2 separate regions of the Oryctolagus cuniculus genome follow, and region 1 is linked to region 2. The links are chromatin contacts, called in public Micro-C maps. All regions are on one chromosome and are shown on one strand. Each heading gives the region's core, a stretch centred on a gene start, on an enhancer-like site or on the middle of the called end of the contact. The rest is flanking DNA. Distances are from core to core; before and after follow the strand shown.

Region 1 (5,229 bases), core at 2,615-5,114, 100 kb before region 2:
AGTCCACAGCCCCGGCTCGTGGGACCGTCCTTGCCGCTGCCGCTGGCCCCTCCCCGCCAAGGCTGGCGTCCCAGGCTTCCAGGGTGCATGGGACCCAGAGGGTGTGGGGGTTGGAGAGGGCTGCAGCGTTGTGTGCTGGGCAAGAAGCCCTCAAATAAAGGCGTTGTGGTGTAGCAGGAGGGGCCTCTCTGAGCGTGAAAGACGGGGTCGCCCGGGCGCCATCGAATGTCCCCATGAGGAGGGGGCCGTGGGAGGGGGCTCTGGATGTCACGGGGACTTTCCCGACACGTGCATGTTCAGGCTCTTGCCGTCTGATTCGGGCTTTGTCACCTGGATGCGTAACCATGGCAACAGACACACCCTGGAGGGAACCTCGGCTCCCACAGCCTCCGCATCCCCTCCCCACTACTGCTTCTCCCAGAGGCCGCCCCGCCGCCCCCACGCCCCTGACAGCACATGATCTCCGCCAGGGTCCGGTCTTTTATTAGCCTCATGGCCTCACACCCGCCTCCAACAGAAGGGTCTAGAACCCCTTCCAGCAGGCCCTGTGCACAGAGGCTGCAGGCCAGGCCTTTCCCAGATCCCTAAATGCCTGGAGTCCATCTGTCAAGAGCGTCCCAAAGCCCCAGCCTGAGCTTTGGGCATCTAAGGGCCAGTGGACCTTCCTCGAGAGCGGTCTCCGGCCAGTCCTTGCCCGCCACTTCCCACCCCGCAGGTGCCCCGGTGAGCACCGACCAAGCCTGCAGGGACCCTTCCCCTCTTCGTCTTCCTGGGGGGGGCTGGCAGGCAGCATGTTGGCATGGTTGGGGTTCCCCCTCCATTGGGCAGTATACACGGTGCCATCCGGCTGGCACAGCCAGGCGCCGCCCAGCGAGGTGCAGGGCAAGGAGGGCTCAGTGCTGCCGCCTGGTGGCTGTGTGAGGCCAGCACCCACCACTCCACCCCTGCCCACAGTCCAAGGGCTGGTGCAGAATAAAAGCCCAGGTCAGAAATGATTTTTGGACCCACTCTTTCTGCCTCTCCAAAGTGCGATCCTGAGTCGGCCGCCTGGCACCTGGCACGGCCCTGGGCAGAGTCCTTGGAGGTGGGGATGGAGGCTCCTTGAGTCCTGTCCCTTAGCTGCTTCTGAGCCCCTTCTGCTGCGCAGAGAAAGCAAGGCCAAGACACCCCCTCCCCACGTGCTGCTCCCCTCCCTCCCGGAGAGCATCCTGTCTTCTGCATCACCAGCACCCCAACAAGCAGACCCCTGCCTGGCGCAGAAGTCCAGGCAGCCTCATCCGCCCACACGGCCCCTCTGCACGCCCAGCCTCCCCGGGGCCCACCCACCCCTTGAACGGGGGCCCTGCTCACTCCTGGGGTGGTCAGGCAGGTGGGTGGGCTCAAGACGCTCCTCGCGCCCTGGGGCGCGGGTTCCCTCCCCACTCCGAGCCCCGGGGTGCAGGGGTGCACTCCTTTGGGAAGGGGCCCCTTGGGGCGGAGGGGAGGGGAGGACCGGCTGGGCTGGAAGAGCAGAGGGCAGCGCCTAGTCGTTGGGCTTCTCTTCCGGGAGGTCCTCGTCGCCGTCGCCGGCGGGTGCGGGCCGGCAGCGGAAGTGGTCGTTCCAGATCTTGAGGAAGGTGACCCGGAACTTGTGGATGCGGAAGGCGTAGACGATGGGGTTCATGGCCGAGTTGCCGTGCGTGAGGAAGATGGCGGTGTAGACGAGGATGCTGGGCTTCTGGCAGGATGGGCAGAAGAGGGTGACACAGTTCAGGATGTGCAGAGGCAGCCAGCTGAGGGCGAATAGGAAGAGGATGAGGGCCAGCGACTTGGCGATCTTCAGCTCCTTGCCGTAGTACTTGTGCGGGTCTCCGGAGGAGGCCGACGCCTTCTTGCTGAGCTGCCGGCGGATCAGGTAGAAGACCTCCAGGTAGATGAGGACCATGAGCAGTAGCGGGGGCAGCACCCACACGAAGAAGTTGAAGTACACCATGTACTCCATGCTGATGACCTTCTCGAACTCGCACTTGATCACCGGCTCCCCGACGCTGCCGTTGGCCGCCCAGGCCCGCTGCACCTCCCGCAGGTTGTTCCAGCCGAACATGGGCGTCAGGCCCACCACGAGCGAGAGGATCCAGCAGCCGGCGATGGCTACCGCCGCCCTGCGCGGCGTCACCACTGCCTTGTACCTGCGGGCGAGGGGCAGAGTGAGGGGCTGCAGCTCTCCGGAGAGCCTCCTGGGCCCCGGTGAGCGGGCAGGGTGGAGGTGGGGGGTGCACGCGTCCACCAGGATCCAGGACAGTGCACCGGCTCCCTTCTCCTGCACAGAGAGGGACCCCGATCCGTGATAAAAATCATGGCTGAAAATAGCCAAGGCTAATCAGGAGTTTTAAGGAAAAGACACGAGTGAAAATTGTTCACGGGTGCTGGGCACTCCCCTCGCCCCGCCCCGCCATCTCGTCGCAGCTTTGTCACGTCCCCGGTGGCTTCTGAAATCTCTGGCAGTGTGAAGACTGCCCATTTGACAGCTGAGGAAACCGAGGCCTCACAGAGACCCATGACGAGCCCAGGGCCCACAGAAGTGCTTCCTAACACCCCGACACTGCCCCACGTGGCCAGGCGATCGGCAAACCACCCCTCCGCTGGGCCGGCTGACACCAGCGTCCTAAGCAAAACCTCCTGCACCCCCTTCTGTTGACTCTGCCCCGTCCACGCCTGCCCATGCCACCGCCCCGTCTCCACCTCTGTCTTTACTCCCATTCCCCAAAAAGGTTGGTGTGGAGACCCCTGCTCTTGGTAGGGTCCTTGCTGTGGAGCAGTGGGCCAAGGCACTGCTTGCAGCCGATGGCTCGTATGAGCACCAGTGTGAGTCCCGGCTGCTCCACCCCCGGCCCAGCTCCCTGCTAATGCCCCTGGGAAAGCAGCGGAGGATGGCCCGAGTGCTCGAGTCCCTGCACCCACGTGGGAGACCTGGATGCAGCTCCAGGCTCCAGGCTTCGGTCTGTTGTGGCCATTGGGTGAGTAAACCAGCGGGTGGAAAGACTTTTTCCTCTCTCCGTGTCTCTCTGCCACTCTGCCTCTCAAACAAATAAAATAAATCTTTAAAAGAAGAAGAACCAGCCCTGCACCCTGGACTGACTGGGAATGATCTCAGGAGAGAAAGATGTTCGCTGAGCCTCTACCGTGTGCTAGAAACTTCCATGCTGTCACGTACCGGCTCAGCAAGCATCTCTCAGGGGCTCCATGGTTCTCTGCCTCCCCAGAGCTCCCGGGGAGAGAGGCAGACAACACAAAAGTCAGGGCTTGAACAGACAACTGCAGGCCCTAATGTGTCCTTCCAGGGAGATAAAGAATTTGTGAAGGGAGGGGCCGTCCAAGCCGCCTCCTATCAGGCAGGGGTGGGGGTGCGGCAGGGGCCCTCCTCCTCATGAGGGAGACGGGTTTTACAGGCTCAGGGGCTCCCTGCTTCCCTTTATACCAACCCGGCCCGCACGCTGCCCTTGGAGCGGGTGCCAAGGGCTGGGACTGCCCAGCCCCACACAGGAGCCGCTGAGCGTGCCCAGTTGTTATTTTCCAGGGCAGCCTCCAGAGATGGACGAGCGCCCTCCTGCCAGGCAAACAGCTCCTGAGCCCCCCGGGGGCTGGATGCCAGAATGCCTGACCGTCTGCTGCAGGCCCCTCATGCCCTGGCCAACAGTGCAGGGGGATAATCTGGAGGGCGGGAGAAGACAGGCGCCCCCTCGCCCCCCCCCCCATAGAAAGAGGAGTGCCAGCAGGGACATCCAGGACCCCGCTCCCCCTCTCCTTATCATTCCAGGGGACTCGGAGACCCTTCAGAGCACTGCCCCCTCCCTACTGGGCCATGGTGGCACCCTTGCACCCCCAGGCCCCCGACCTCAGGAGCTGACCTGTTCCCTCGTGCCTCACGCGTGTTTCTTAGACGCGAGCTGCAGTGGAAGCCGATTCCACCCCTTTCCCATCCTCGGCAGAGCAGCCAAATCCATGCCCCCCATGGCAAAGCACAAGGCCCCCCCCAGCTCAGTGCCCCCTCTGGAAGACGAGACCTGCTGCCCAGGCTGAGGACCCCACGGAACATTGCAGGTGCAGCTGCTCCGGGGGCTCCCCGCTGGTGCTGCTCTGCCCAGCCCTGACCCCTCCACGCCCCTAAATGCACTTGCTCCTGGGAGAAGTCCAGGGTCTCCGGATGCTCGGCAAACACAGCCCAGAGGCTCCCCTCTGGCTTTGCTCAGGACGGGTCCGAGGCTCTCACTCCTAGATACCATCAGGTCCTCCCAGACACTACCAAGGAAGCTCTGGGCAGGCAGGGGGCGCTGTGGCACAACAGGCGCAATGCCCGCGTCCCTGTCAGAGCGCCAGCCCGAGTCCAGGCTCCCCGGTTTCTGACCCAGCTGAAGTAGATGGCAATAAATAAGCACAATGAAAGAGAAAGGGCTAGCGTTGTGGTGGGGCAGGCTGTGATGCCAGCACACCGCACTGGAGCCCCAGTTCCAGTACCGGCTGCTCCACTTCTGACCCAGCTTCCTGCTAAGGCATCTTGGAAGGCAACGGATGATGGCCCAAGTCCTTGTGCCCTGCCATTCACGTGGGAGACCCGGATGGAGCTCCAGGCTCCTGGATTCGGCCTGGCCCAGCCCCATCTGTGGTGGCCACTTGGGGGTGTGAACCAGAGGGTGGAAGATGACTTTTTCTTTCTGTCTCTCAGTCTCTTTCTCTATCACTCTGCCTTTCCAATAAATAAAATAAATCTAGAAGAGGAAGAAGGAGGCAAACTCTGGGTATGAATCTATGGGGAGGGACCAGAGAACGGTGCGTCCTCACCAGCAACAGGTGGAGGGTGGGGCCAGGTCCCAGCTCCAGCTTCCTGCGGCCAGCAGGGTTCCAGCAGGAGGAAGGGGGGGGGGGGGGCAGGCATCCTGTCCTCCCCACGGCCCATCACTTGTCTCCTTGGCATCACATTTGCCACGGACACAGCCCTTGCTGGGTGTGGTCTCAGGTGGCCGTACCCAGCTGTGCCGCACCAGGGAGCCACTCCCCAGGGGCTGGGACCCCGGGAGCAGCCCTGCGGCCTGCTGCAGGGCCCCAGGGCAACTGTGAGGCCTCAGGTGTGGAAGAGCCCTTGCCTGGGAGCTTTACCGTGGCCCTGTCTGGGTGCCGTCCAAGGAGGGCACTGGCCCGACCCAGGGGTGGGCCAGGAGCCCCCAGGAGCTGTCGCCCAGCCAAGGACCTGCA
Region 2 (5,116 bases), core at 2,199-4,698:
TCCCAGGGGCTGCAAAGCCCTTAGCGACCACCAAGTCCAACATCAGCATCCCTGAGGAAAGGACATTCAGTTTAGTTTAGTGAGGGGGTGACTTTTCCCCGGCCACAGAGCCACTCAGTGTCTCCTGGGGGGACAGCCAGGCCACGGGCCCCAGAGCACCTAGGCTACCACACGGGCACATGGGCCAGCCTCGGTCCTGCACAGCCCCCAGGGCCCGGTGCTTACTAACCACTGGAGTTAGGAGTTAGGAGTTAGGAGTCCTCTGCATGGCTCAGGGTAGCTATGGTGACCCTGCATCAGGACCCCGGAGGCCCCAACCTGCTGAAAACACTCCCAAGTTCTTCTGATGGACACGCCCGTGTCCAAGCGCACGGTGTACCCTACTCTCCGACAGCTTCCTGTGTTGACGGCCTGTGCGCTTTTCAGGAATTACTGAAACGTTAACCCTCGATCTACAGTGCTTCAAATTGGTTTTACAAATAAACGTGCTCGCCTGCAGCCCAGGGGACGTAGAGATGTGGCCCACACCTCCTCTCTGGTTCACCTTCCCAGAGAGTAAAGTCCTCATCTGCCCACGCCAGCCCCAAACAAAAGGAGGAAGGAGCCACACGGTGAGAAGACAACATGAGGACTTCCGCCGGCATCGCCCCTCCTTAGGGGCCGGTCACACCCCCGTGGAGGGACAGGGGTAGGAGTACTCTTCCCACTGCCAGACAGGCAGTCACGCAGTGCGGGTGTCTGGCTCCCGGCCCAGTGCGCCTCCCTCTCCCTCCCCCACTGCCCGTGTGGCTCCAGCAGCGTCCAGGACGCGGGGACAGGGCAGGGCCCAGCCTCGGGCCCACTTGCCTTGGTGAGGGCTGCAACCCTCTGGGCCAGCTCAGCCTCCACTTCTGGCAGCGTCTCCGCCTTGCGCATTGTCTGCTGCAGCCTCTGCTCGGCCACCTCCAGCAGCTCCTGCAGGTGCCGGGCCTTCTCCTCACACTGGGGGGGGGGGGGGGGGGGGACAGGGACGGGGAGGGGTGGAGACGTGACTCAGAATGGAGCACAACGCCCCCCGGCCTCAGCAGAGAGCAGGTGACGGGTCAGAAGCAGCAAGGGACCATCTGGGTCCTCGGCTGTCCAAGATGCCTGACTTCCCCTGCCCCGAGTTGACCTGCAGGACCCCAGGGGCTCCTGGGCCCCCAAGCGACATTTGGCTTTAGCAGGATCACGGGGACCTCGAGGGTCAGGCAGGATGCCCACCGCACCCCAGGGGGAGGCCTTACCTGGCGGTGCAGGGACTCCTTGTTGGCCAGCTCGTTTTCCAGTTTGTCGTTGAGGTCGTGGATGGACGTGGCCTCCCGCTGAGCAGCCAGGTAGCGCTTCTCCAGCGTGGTGATTCGCTCCTCCATGTCCTCTTTCTGGGCCAGAGCCTGGGGGCAGCACAGGGGACAAGAAGGGAGGTCACCAGCCCCTCCCCTACCTCCCCCTCTATGCATCTGCCCCCAACACCGGCCGGCATGATACCCCCCTCATCCCTCCTCCCCACGCCGGACCCGCCAGGCATTGGGTCTTAGCTGCCCCGGCCCTGCCCCGCCCTCCGCCCACACCGTCCTGAGCGCCAATGCCTGCGCCCATGCGCACCTCCCGCAGGTCCCGCTGGTGCTTGCCGCTCAGCTCCTCCGACTTGATGAGGTCCCGGCGGGCTGTGCCCAGGTCCTCCTCAAGTTCAGCCACGGTTGCGGTCAGGGTGACCAGTCGCTCCCGGGCCTGGCTCAGCTCAAAGTTCTGCTTCTCCAGGAGCTCCTGCAGCTCCTCCACCCGGCCCACGCCATCCTCGGGGGACAGTGAGCCATCAGTCTCCAGGGAGCCAGGGTCACTCACTCCCCTGCCCCACCCCGGAGCAGATCAGAGCTCTGCCCCCCCAGACATCACAGCACACCTCCAAGTTCACCTTCCTTCCCCTGGGGGCCCAGGAACTCCCCCTCCACACACACCGCAATGAGCAAACACCCTCGCTCTCCCCTGAATCCTGCAGATCAGCACTTTCTGGCCTTGCCTGCTGTCTCAGTTACCTCTCGTAACCCAGAAAGGGGCCTGGGGGCTGGGGGTGGGGGGACAAAGAAGGAATCCTGCCTGCTGCTGACCCCTGAGCTAGGGGCCCCGCAGAGCAGAGGCGGACAAGCACATGGCATGCCCAGCGGTACGCTGGGCACCAAAACAAAACTCTCTTTGCAGGTGAAATGGGAGGGAGAAAGAAGAAGTGGGAATAGTGGAGAAAGCCTCAAGTTGAATTCAAGCAGTTGCTCTACTGAACTGAGGCAGGGCAGGGCCTCCACTCCGTATTCCTGGGGGGTACGGGCAGCTCCCGGCACCCACCTTCCACAGGCGCTTCGGCTCCATGTCTGCCATCCCCTCCTCTTCTGCAGCTCCATCCCGGACCCCTGCCCCCTGCTGCAGGGCGGACACCTGTAGGGCACATGAGTCCTGGAGGCGAGACCCTCCCACACGTTCCAGACTCTTCTGCGGCCCCACCTCCCAGAAAGAGGTGCCGGTCTAGCCTGGGCTTACGGCCCTCAGCCACAGCAGGGAGAAGCCCAGGGAGGCGCAGAGCCCAGAACTGAAGCAGTCTGGGCGTCCAAGAGCTGCAGGGCGCTGACCAAGGGGCCCAGGCAGTTTACCTGCTGGTGGGCTCCTGCCAGCTGCTCCTCCAAGGTCGTCACTCGCTCCAGGGCTGCCCGGAGCCGCTCCCGCACCTGCCCAAGGGAAGGCGAGATAGAAGAAGGGAGGGGACCCCTCTGCACGCAGGGTGGAGGGGTGGGGCCTGGTCTGCTGCTGTCAGCCAGGGAGGAAAGTGAGAGGCCTCCCAAAGACAAATTTCCATAGGGAACCCAACAGAGGACCTTGAACTTGGGTCACCGGTGGGACGGAGTGGGCTCTGAAGCCAGAGGTTCCCCAAACGCTACAAGCAGACACCTGAGGGAGGGAGGGGAGGCCGGGCGGGCAGGGGAATGTCGTGGAGACAGTACCTTCTCATCCAGGGCCTTGTGGTGCTCAAACAGCGACTTGAGGGCCTTCAGCACCTCCACCTCGCTGGACACGCCCGAAGGCGACTGCGCCTGGCGCTTCACCACGGTCACCCGCAGGGACCGCTCATGCCGGGACACCAGGCATTCCAGATGTTCCAGAAGCAGCTGGCGGGGAGCAAGCGAGGGCCAGAGGAGAGTTGGGAGCCCATGCCCTGGGGGCTGCACACGGGGCCTACCTGCTCACCGAGTGCGCATGAGGACACGCTGGAAAAGAGCGTGCGCGCGCGTGCACACACACACACACACACACACACACACTCCAGGCCACGCCCACTCACCCTGGTGTTGTTCCGCTCTGCTTTCAGCTCCGAGATCTCTTCCTCCCGCTCCAGAAGCTGCTCCCGACACATGCTCAGCTCCCGGGTTAAGGTGGCAAATTCCTGAAAACCCCAAGGTCCCTCAGGGCTTGGGGATGCAGCCTCTGGGCACTGTCCAGCCCACCTGCTGTGGAGGGCTCCTCTCCCTCATCCCTCACCTCCACCCCTCCCCGGCACAAAGCTCCACCCCCACTGCAGGGCCGCAGAGCTGTGGCCAGCAGGTGCTTCCCCAGGGAAGTCCGAGTGCAGACCAAGCATGCATCAGGACACGAGGGAGCCGAGGTAGACACAAGAGTGAGAGTCCCTTCCCCTACACACACTGGCCCTTCCCTTTCTCCTGCAACTCAGCGACACTCGGCTTTAGAAAGTGATGGAGGGGCCTGTGGTAGCAGGGAAAGCCGCCACCTGTGTCGCCGGCACCCCAAACGGGCACCAGTTCAAGTCCCGGCTGCTCCACTTCTGATCCAGCTCCCTGCTAATGTGTCTGGGACAAGAGCAGAAGATGGCCCAAGTGCTTGGGCCCCTGCTGGAGACCCGAATGGAGCTCCAGGCTCCTGGCTTCAGCCTGGCCCTGGGCCCACTGTTGTGGCCATTTGGGGAGTGAACCAGCACATGGAAGAGCTTGCAAACAAATACAAATAAATCTTTAGAAAAGAGAGAGACAGAGGGTAGATCTGCCCCCTGGTTTGGGGAACAAGGTCCAGACAGGAGCGGATGGGTATCAGAGCAAGAAGAGAAGGGAGTTTTGAGTATGGTGTCGGAGTCGGCACCCAAGAAGTTTCTCCCACCTGTCCCCCAAGTTCCGCAGGCTGCGGGCGGCCGACAAAGCAGGCGGAGTGGAGGCCCCTGCCTGATGCCCCAGCTCCGCCCGAGCTTCAGCCCTGGTTCCTGGAGGCCCTGCTCACTCGGGCCAGGGCTACCCCTGATGCCAAAACCCTTGCCCTGACCTAATACCCACGCATCTCGTCTCTCCTCGGCGGGGGGGGGGGGGTGCCCACTGCCCCCCACCTGCCCCAGGAGGAGCAGAGGGGTAAGAGGCTGGCCCCACCATCCCAGGCCCATCCTAACCTGTTCCCCACAAATTCTCCCATTCTAGAACAGCTTCCAGGTGAGGGGCCCACCCTCCGTGGCTGCCCAAGGCCTGCGAGCAACTGGGCAGAGGCTATGGCCCACCCGACACTGCAGCCGCCCTCACACACCGAGGACTCACAACCAAGGGAACAATTCCCAAAGCAACCTCTGCTCGCTGCCAGCAAAGGAGACTGGGAGGGGCCGGCATTGTGGCACGCTAGGTTAATCCTCCACCTGCGGCACCGGCAACCCATATGCACGCCAGTTCTAGTCCTGGTTGCTCATCTTCCAGTCCAGCTCTCTGCTATGGCCTGGGAAAGCAGTGGAAGATGGCCCAAGTGCTTGGGCCCCTGCACCCATTTGGGAGACCAAGAAGAAGCTCCTGGCTCCTGGCTTCGGATCAGTGCAGCTCCGGCTGCTGCAGCCATTTGGAGAGTGACCCAGCGGATGGAAGACCTCTCTCTCTGTCTCTGTCTCTCTCTCTCTCTTTCTCTCACTGTCTGTAACTCTACCTGTCAAATAAATAAATAAAATTAAAAAAAAAAAAAAAAAGGAGACTGGGAGACAAGAGAGGGAAGGGATGAGGGACCAGAGATGCCACAGCGTGAGAAACACGCGACCTCTGACCCCATTCCTGCGTGGCTCAAGGCCATGGCATGG

What was found. A called contact is a pair of places that touch in the nucleus more often than the background predicts.
Region 1: a Micro-C map of ear pinna shows a contact between it and region 2, with 1.8 times the contacts expected there. The contact joins the enhancer-like site here to the promoter of PPFIA4 in region 2. A contact is called at or near these places in 2 of 6 Hi-C or Micro-C datasets (ear pinna and an unstated tissue).

The regions. Positions count from the first base shown.
Region 1 is chr13:18,893,651-18,898,879 of mOryCun1.1, reverse strand. ADORA1 (adenosine A1 receptor) reads right to left here. Exons shown (of 2, transcript NM_001171073.1): 2 at 692-2,168. The coding sequence ends at 1,523. MYBPH (myosin binding protein H) reads left to right here. Exons shown (of 11, transcript XM_008268559.4): 11 at 1-176. Among named protein-coding and RNA genes, the nearest start is that of MYBPH, 9.7 kb to the left of the region's middle. Within about 2 kb of position 3,864, at least 1 of the 8 cell types and tissues checked has an H3K27ac peak or open chromatin away from gene starts, as enhancers often do. A contact at or near this core is called in ear pinna, where this site is marked.
Region 2 is chr13:18,792,861-18,797,976 of mOryCun1.1, reverse strand. It overlaps PPFIA4 (PTPRF interacting protein alpha 4), which reads right to left and starts at 3,448. Exons shown (of 27, transcript XM_070055110.1): 1 at 3,347-3,448; 2 at 3,009-3,173; 3 at 2,661-2,735; 4 at 2,359-2,448; 5 at 1,624-1,815; 6 at 1,266-1,412; 7 at 847-981. The coding sequence starts at 3,448.